Regions from separate parts of the Rattus norvegicus genome. Here region 1 is linked to region 2. A link is a contact called in public HiChIP or PLAC-seq data. All regions are on one chromosome and are shown on one strand. The core of a region is the stretch at or near the end of the contact, and the rest is flanking DNA. Distances in the headings are between cores, read along the strand shown. Region 1 has its middle 120 kb from the start of Ccnd2. Region 2 holds the start of Ccnd2 (cyclin D2).

Evidence for each region. HiChIP or PLAC-seq counts read pairs in DNA pulled down with a chosen protein or histone mark.
Region 1: a contact with region 2 is called in an H3K27ac HiChIP or PLAC-seq map of oligodendrocytes, with 7 times the contacts expected there. The contact joins the enhancer-like site here to the promoter of Ccnd2 in region 2. A contact is called at or near these places in 5 of 12 Hi-C or Micro-C datasets (the Rat2 cell line, Schwann cells, liver and 1 more) and 1 of 1 datasets of contacts at active chromatin or transcription factors (oligodendrocytes).

The regions. Positions count from the first base shown.
Region 1 is chr4:161,794,039-161,798,387 of GRCr8, reverse strand. No RefSeq gene overlaps it. Among named protein-coding and RNA genes, the nearest start is that of Ccnd2, 120 kb to the right of the region's middle. Within about 2 kb of position 2,262, at least 16 of the 93 cell types and tissues checked have an H3K27ac peak or open chromatin away from gene starts, as enhancers often do.
Region 2 is chr4:161,673,819-161,678,148 of GRCr8, reverse strand. It overlaps Ccnd2 (cyclin D2), which reads left to right and starts at 2,727. Exons shown (of 5, transcript NM_022267.2): 1 at 2,727-2,918. The coding sequence starts at 2,727.

The DNA.
Region 1 (4,349 bases), core at 1,013-3,512, 120 kb before region 2:
AGTACCATGTTCGCCGCTCCTTTGCTATGAGTAGCATGATCAAGCAAAGCTCCTGATAGATATTTCCAAGTCCATTCACAGAAAGGCAGTGCCCCAGCTCTCTGCCTTGGATCCAGCCTTTGGGAAGACTCCTGGTCTGTAAGTAGGGAAGCATCCTGAAGGTCTTCTCAGCCATGCCCCTGCCTCCTGGTCCAAGCACTGTCAGGCACAAGTATATAGGAGTATCTATGTGAGGGCCAAGGAATCTGCATAAGAAATGAAGCATTCAGGAGGGGACAAGAACCTGGTGTCCCCTTCATTGTCCACTACGAGGGGCTACAGAAGAGAAGGCAGGGAATGGAGAAAACCCTCATGCTGCCCCAGTGTCTTTGCACCTTTCTTACTTTGCTGGTCCTCAGTCTTCTACTTTTTAAAGGGATGATCATAAAACACTCCCCAGCAGAGTTACTGCAAACATTAAATGACCCAAAGCAAGATATTCCATTTCTAAGGCAGAGCAATGTTAGATGAATTCTAGACATTCCTAGACTCTCGTGTGTTACAACCAGGAGGCAGGGGCATGGCTGAGAAGACCTTCAGAATGTTCCCTTCTTCTAGACCAAGAGTCTTCCCAAAGACTGGATCCAGTCTTTCTTTGTTTCCAAGTCAAAGGTCATGTCTGCCTCGCCTGTTCACTGTCTTCCTCCTGTGACGATGGTCATTTTGACAGACTCTGAAATCCCAGAGGAAGCAAGCCTCTAGGCACACCTGTGAGGGATGACATAGATTAGGCGAGCCTCTTCGCCTGACTGTGAGGCATGTTCTTCATCAAGTTGAGGTGGGAAGTTGAGGGTGGGTGTCAACCATTCCCTGGTCTGGGTCCTGGGCTGAATAAAAAGGAGACATCAAGCCAAACACAGCATTCATCCACCTGGCTTTCTGTTCTCTGACTTTGGGGGTGTGATGTGATCACTTGGCCCAAGTTTCCCACTTCCCCGCCCTGATGGATTGGTTGTACACTGCAACCAATCCTTCCTTCCTTAAATTGCTTTTGTCAGGGCATTTTGTCATAGCAGCAGAAAGGTAACCAACACGCCCCCTTCTGGCCATGCATCTATAACACCCACCACTGCTGAAAGCCATCATTCTCTCTCAATATTGGCAACCGCTCTGCTGGTGGCCAGCATCGCTCTGCCTTAGAAACCGAGTCTTTACTCGAAGAGCTTGAAGGAGCTCGATACCCCTTATGAACAACAATGCCAATCAACCAGAGCTTCCAGGGACTAAGCCACTACCTAAAGACTATACATGGACTGACCCTGGACTCTGACCTCATAGGTAGCAACGAATATTCTAGTAAGATCACCAGTGGTAGGGGAAGCCCTTGGTCCTGCTAAGACTGAACCCCCAGTGAACGTGATTGTTGGGGGAGGGCAGTAATGGGGGGAGGGTGGGGAGGGGAACACCCATAAAGAAGGGGAGGGGGAGGGATTAGGGGGATGTTTGCTTGGAAACCGGGAAAGGGAATAACACTCGAAATGTAAATAAGAAACACTCAAGTTAATAAAAAAAAAAAAAAGAAAAAGAAACCGAGTCTTTTTCTTTGGGTCATTTAGTGTTTGTAGTAACTCTGCTGGGGGAGTGTTTTGTGATCGTCCCTTCAAAAAATAGAAGACTGAGGACCCGCAAAATAAGACAAGGCCCTCCAGGCGGCTTTCCCACTGCATGGACATACAGGCAACCCTTGCAATAAATCCTCAGGGAGATTTCCAGGGACCCAAGTGCCCATAGCTACCTGCTTTTTGTGCAGCTCCCAGCTGATGAAAAAGAGGGGTACACCGGCAGGCCACAACACAGTGAACTGCCCCAGTGCCCCACGGGATGGGCCGGGAGGTGTCCCATTCAGAATGTTAGCTGTCATTTCCCCTGGCTTAATTGCAAGGCAGGCATGAAGGGACCCAGAGAGTCAGCGCCCTTCACAGTTGCCTGCAGAAGCGTTTCCTCCAGGAGCATGCTGGAATTTCTGAGCTTCCCCAGAGATGAGCAAAGTCCTGGGGAAAGTGGGGGGGGAGGGGGGCGGTGCGGGGAGGGACCGTCCAGGGGCGTCCAGCGGCCAGTGCCCCTCAGGTCGGTATTCCGGAAACATCCCGGTCACTTTGGATTCGGCAGCTCAGGAAGGAAGGTTCTTGTTAGCGCCCAGTTTCCTGTGGGCAGGAGGATGATCTCAAACAGCTCCCAGCGCCTGGGCCGGCAGCCAGCTGTCTTGGATGGTCAGAAGGTGAAATTTGAATGCTGGTGAATGGGAGAGCGGAAGTTCAGCAAGACTGAGCTGAGCCCATTCATGAAAAAGATCTACTCTCACTTCCTTATTGCCAGGAGTCGTGTGTGTGTGTGTGTGTGTGTGTGTGTGTGTGTGTGTGTGTGTGTGTGTGTGTGTGTGCTGTCCGCTCATGGGAGAGCGAACAACTACTTTCTGTCTCATCTCTTCCCAGACTCCCACTCTTCCTTTTTTTTTCTCCTGTCTCAAAATACGAAGCTTATCCTCAGGAAACTGCCAAAAAATGTGTAGCTGGTCTGTGGTTTGCCAAAAAAACGAAAAAAAAAAAAAAAAGATAGATTCATGCAAAAAGCAGCATCCCACTTCCTCAAGCCTGCAAGCTCTCTTTTAGCTGAGTCTCTGTCTGTCTCTCTGTCTCTCCTCTCTCTGTCTCTCTGTCTCTGTCTCTGTCTCTCTCTCTCCTAGCAGCCCTCTATTCCAGCCCCTCCGGCTTGGGGTGGTAAAATTAGCCCCTAGGAGCTGCTCAGCTGTGAAGGAGGTAGAGGTTTGACCCAATGGAACCATCTGACGCTAAACATAGGCCTTCCCCTGGGTAAAAGTTCATGACCCTGCAGGGCTCTGGGAAGCCCAACACAAACAGCCAAGCACCTGCTCAGCTGCACTCGCTCCCAGAGTCACTGCAGCCATTTGGATGAGGACAGGAGCATGATTTATCCAAAGTCCTCGAAAGGGTTCACGGGAGAGAGCAGGGGATGTGAAACTCCCAGACACCCCAATATTTGTCTCTTGGATCTCAGTCAAGAAATGCTTAGTGAACGTCCATGACCTCACAGCAGCTTTGAAGGTGGTGCACCTGCCACCACAGCCAAGGGCCCTTGCTGGGCACAGCAGGTGGCAGGGCACTGAGGTACTTTCCCCACCTATAGGCCACGTCCCTTATTGACGCCCCAGAAAACCTCAGTCTTTGCTGATCCTGCGTCTTTATGACAATTCTTACTCATGACGGCCTCTCAGGGAGTGTGGGAAGGGCTTTGATGAGTACTAATAACTTCGGCCCACTGATGATCCGATGGCCTTCTGATGTCAGGAATTTCTAGAGTGCTATCTGTTGTGCTGCTCAAGACAACTTCAAGCGCTATTTTGGAGATCTGGGGCAATGGCTCAGCAGGTGATGCTTCTTGCACAAGCATGAGGATCCATGTTCCCATCCCAGCACCCAACACAGAAATGGGGTGACCCCGATGTTAGAGGGTGGGGTAGAGACAGGTGGATCCTGAGGCTTGGTGACCAGCCAGTGCAGATGAACCAGTGAGCTTCAGGCTCAGTGACAGAAACTGTCTCGAACAATAAGGAGGAGAAACTATTTATTCCTGACAAGCTACTTCAGATCTCGGGTTTCCGTACATGGATTGGATGGACATGTATGTGCGTGCACAGGTAGACAGACAGACAGACAGACAGAGGGGCAACGAGGAGAGTTATATTTATGTTTTTCCATCCAGGGTTATTCTTCATCAGGTTGAACAGAAGCGGGGAGGTGGCACCATCCCTCAAGTTCCCTGCCAAGAGGTTCCTCCAGAAAATAGGCCACCTCACCTTAATGGCCCTGGTTTTCCTTGACTGGAAATTGCTTTGGCCGTGCAATACACATCCATCAGGATGTCTTATGATTTCAGGAGAGCATCAAACCCTAAGTGAAGAGCCATGGGCTTCCAGTAAGGAATCTCCCCTGCCTTCGCTTCCTCCCTCTCCCATCCCCCACATCCCCAAGGTGCCCACCAACAATGAAAAAGAGGAAACATCTGGTGGCCAGGCTTCGGCTCCCTCACCCTAGTGCCAGGGGAGCTTGTGGGAAGAGATGGCAAGAGATGGAAGGTCTTGCAACCTCAAAATAAACCAACGGTCCAGCTACTGTCCTTCCTACCCCCACATTAGCTTTCGATAGAAACAACCCCACCCAGCCACCACATAGCAGGCAGGCGGCTACTGTCTGTTTCAGAACCCAAGAGATCCTGACAGGTGGGGTTCCAGGATGTCTCTATTAAGATGACAGTATTGATGGTCACAGGGCCAGAGTGGAATGACACTGTCA
Region 2 (4,330 bases), core at 1,478-3,977:
CCTCCGTCCCGCGACCCTCTCCTCCCCTCCTCCCCGGCCCTCCCTGCCACAGGCCACCTCTCCCACCCCCAGAATCCCCTCCCCGCTGGAATTTCACTGCAAAGCCAAGAGTGGGGGATGGAAGAGGCGAGGGGCCCTCGCTGGCTCTGGGAGGACCTGCCACCCAGAATTTGTCCTCCGGGTGGGCTAGCCCCGACGACCACCCGCCTCTTCTCCGCCCCTGAGCTCCGGATGCTGTCTTCACTGGACATGAGGAGACTGCGTGGCTAGCCTTCGAGTGGTGTGGAAAGACCGTATGCCACCCCCCCCCCCAAGCTCCTCTGTTGGGGTAGATGGATACCTCAGTACATTTCTGACGCCCCGTATTTTGCGCTCCTGTGTAGGAGCGGTGTCAGATCTGCTCCTCCGAGGTGGCCTTGGGGAAGTTTTGAGTCATTTCTTTATGAAGTCTTAAAGGGTAAATTCACATATTTGTGCAGGATAACACCAAAACCTCTGTTCGGGAAGCCCATCTTGATTAAAACCAACAGGTGGTGGACAGAGAGCACTAAACAAGCATCCTCTTGGGCGCAGGACTGCTTCGTCTTAAATTTGCAACTTGGGTTTTTCAATGAGTTCCCCCCACCTCCGAAAGCTAATGGCTCCCATTGCAATTAGACATTTTCCTCGCCCGCCCCTTCCCTCCCCTTTCTTTACATGCAGTAGATTGGATACTAATTCCCGCTGCCATTGATAGGGTCCGAGGAGCCCGGGCCCCTGTGCCGGGCTAGCCCGCCCGGGTCCCTGCTCTCCCTCCGCCCTCCCCGGGTTTCCTTTTGATGTAGCGGGGAAGGCGTCCTACTGGAAAAAAAAAAAAAAAAAGTAATCTGCCCGGTAACAATCAGCGCGCAGTAGCAGGAGCCCCAGAGCTATTGGCTATGCAAATAGAGGGAGGGGAGACGGCGCCCCAAACTCTTACTCACCCTTTTAAAGTGATATCCCCTCCTCCCGCCCACCCCTTCCGCCCCACCCTCGTTTAAAGGGGCTGGCTCAGGGCCGCAGTTAATCGCTTGCACCTCGCCTTTATTGCCTCCCCTCCCCGGCCTTTCCGAGAGCCCACGGGTGTTGCTCCCACAGCATGCCAGCGCCCCCCACCCCCAGCCTCCGCTAGCCTTAGGCGTCCCTGTTGGGCCCTGGTTCTTAAGAAAGGAGGGTCTCAGTGGCCCTCTGTGTGCCCAGAGAGGTGCAACTCACGCCATGCTATCTGCACTGCACGTGCCAGCGTGGCCACCATGCGGGGGGCGCTGGGGTCCTCGCCCCTTCCTCCCCAAGTGGAATACAGTTAAAGGCAGGGTGGGAGCAGGAAGGAGGTGAGGAAACGCCAACGTGTCCCCCTCTGTAAACAGTCTTGACCACAGGATGCTTTAAAGCACATGTCAGAGCCGACCCAAAATCCAGGCGGAAAAATGAGGCGCGAACCCCCGCGGGGTCGGGGATTGAAGGGTGCAGGACTCTGGAGTCCCGGGGAGGGGGGTGCGGGGGGGAGGAGGAAGGGTGGCCATGCTGGCGCAAAGAGAGCCAAACCTAAACCCTCCCTCTCCCCCTCCCTGGCCCCTCCCGAGCCATTTCCTAGAAAGCTGTATCAGTGTGGCCACGCTCCGTGCAGACACCTAGGGCGGCTTGTCAGCAGATGCAGGGGCGAGGAAGCGGGCTTTTCCTGCGTGGCCGAGGCCCGCAGAGGAACCGCTGCTAGCCCTGCCCCCCGGCCTGCAGCGGCCCTGAGCGACTGGCCGCGTTGTCCAATGGCGCCCCCAAGAACAGGAAAGTTTCCGCACGAGGGTCATATTCTACCAGGCTTGAGAAGCACCCCTTTCCTCCAACATCCACGCCTTCCTCCTCTTCCTTTCCACGCACGTGGCTCGGGGACCGAAAAACAGCTTGAAAGTTATCAGGAGTCTAAGCCTCAGGGGAATAACCTTTGTCCCTAAGTTTGCGAAGTTGTAATTTTCTCAAATCAGCCTTCCCTTATTCTTCCTTCAGGGGTCTACTTTTACGTTATGGGAGTTCATCCACATGTTAAATCAATCTACCTGAATCTTGAATAGTGGGCTATTTTCCTGATCGTATTGCAAGCCTCCGAAGTTAAGTGCACCCCCCCCATTCCCCCATGGTATGCCTACAGAATGTCAGAAAGGATAGAGAATCAATAGGAATCCGTGGGTTTTGAGGGTTCCCCTATCCGGGGCCCCTAGCATGCGGGGCTGGATACTAGGAGAACTAGGGAGAGGGGTTGGGGGTGGGGAGCGGGGAATCGTGTTTGAAGTTTGGTCAGGCCAGCTGCTGTGCTCCTTAATAACAAGGGGGGGGGGAGAAAAGGGAAAGAGGGAGGGAAAGATTGAAAGGAGGGGAGGGACGCCAGGAGAGGGGAGGAAAGGGGGAGGAGGAACCTGAGAGGGGGAGGAGATCTAACTGCCCTTCCAGCTTGCGTCACTGCCTCAGAGAGAGGAGAGCGAGCTGAAGAGAGCGAAGCAGTTCAGAGGGAAGGATTGGTGCGAGTCAGGCAGCCCTTGAGGCTCTGCTCGCCCACCTTCCACTCTTCTCTCCCTCTCTCCCTCTCTCTTTGCCATTTCTTTCCTCTCCCAAATCTCGCATTCAGCCAAAGGAAGGAGGTAAGGGAAGCACCTCCCACCTCCAAAAAAAATAATAATAAAATTTTACAGTCGGGACCGAGTGGTGACCGGCTAGCTATGGAGCTGCTGTGCTGTGAGGTGGACCCGGTCCGCAGGGCCGTGCCGGACCGCAACCTGCTGGAAGACCGCGTCCTGCAGAACCTGTTGACTATCGAGGAGCGCTACCTCCCGCAGTGTTCCTATTTCAAGTGCGTGCAGAAGGACATCCAGCCGTACATGCGCAGGATGGTGGCTACCTGGATGCTAGAGGTAGGTGTGCGGGCGACAAACTGCGAGAGGACTACCCCTGCGCGGGCCTCCGGGAGCTCGTGCGCGAGGTAGCCCCGCACCCTTGGGCGAGACGCTAATCCTGTCCCTTGCTAGATTAACTAGTGGAGGAAAACGTGGGTGAGGCGAAGATGTCTCCCCCCCACCCCGGGGGTGGCATCCCGCGCGCGTGTGCCTGCATGTGGCTTCTTCGTCTTCCCATCCCCATTTCTGACCTGTGGTGTGGAAGGCTGCCTTCCGTGAGGGTGTTGAGACCTAACAATCCATACAAACATTTAAAGACCCCCCCCCACTTCCAAGGTTGGGGCAAACCGTCCGAGTCTTAGGTCCCCTGCGTGTGGTAAGGACTCCGCGTTGGCACTTTGGCGGGAGGTGGGGGTGGGGGAGAAACAGGGAATTCAGGAGAGCCCCGGAAGTCACACTGGAAAAAAAAAAAAAAACAAACGTGCGTTTAGGGGAATCTGAAAGAACCGCTGCTTTAGCCTCGCTTGCAATCTTTGCCGAGAGAGCAGGGTGCCCACGTATGCACAGCTCTGGACCTGCGGTGGTTTCGCCATGTTGCTTTGCAAACACCAATTACAAGGACTGGCAATATTCGCCGACTCCCCTGCCCCCCCGCACCCCACGATCCTGGGCCATCTCTTTCTGGCCGTGCCCTCTTTCCCAGCCCTCAGTTCACCAAGGTTACTTACAGTTTGGCTGCTTCTTCAGCGCGCAGATTTGGGTGGGGTAGGAAGCGGGGGAGGAGGTGTGTAGAGCGGGCTAGGGGGCACCCCCAAATGAGAAGTCAGAGTCCCGCATGCCTCCTTAAGGGGGTTCCCTGGTTTCGTCTCACCCAACCCCCAGCGGGGCACAGTCTTCCTAGCTACTGCCCTGTGGGCCGCAGCCGAACACTCTGCAAGTTTCCCCACTGTGATCCAGAGCCCCTGGGGTGGAGATACGGACCTTACGGACATCCGAAACCTCTATTCCAGCAGCCTGGAATGTCTCTGGGGTTTTCAGGTCCATAGAACGTTTCTAGACTTTTTCCTCGATTTTTAATAATTTTTTGAAACTGTCCCCCCTGCTCCGACTCCAACTGTGGCGGCTGAGGCGCGCTTCCTCCTCTTCCCTCCCCCTCTCTTCTCCACCCACCCACCAAACAGCGGCCCCTGGGCCGCCGAGACCACCCTGGATATTTTTTTCAATTGTCGGGAATGGTAGAATAGGATCTGGGGATCCGAATGAGACCAAGAAGTAGACTCTCGGAGCTTCCAGAATATTTTTATTGATTTTTTGAAAAGATGACGAAATCCAAAAAAGAGAGTGAGTTAGAATGCTGAGAAGTGAGCCAGAAGGAGCGGCAGGCGGCGGCGGCTCTGGGCTTTGCCTTGGGGTTTGTGGAGGCTTTAGTT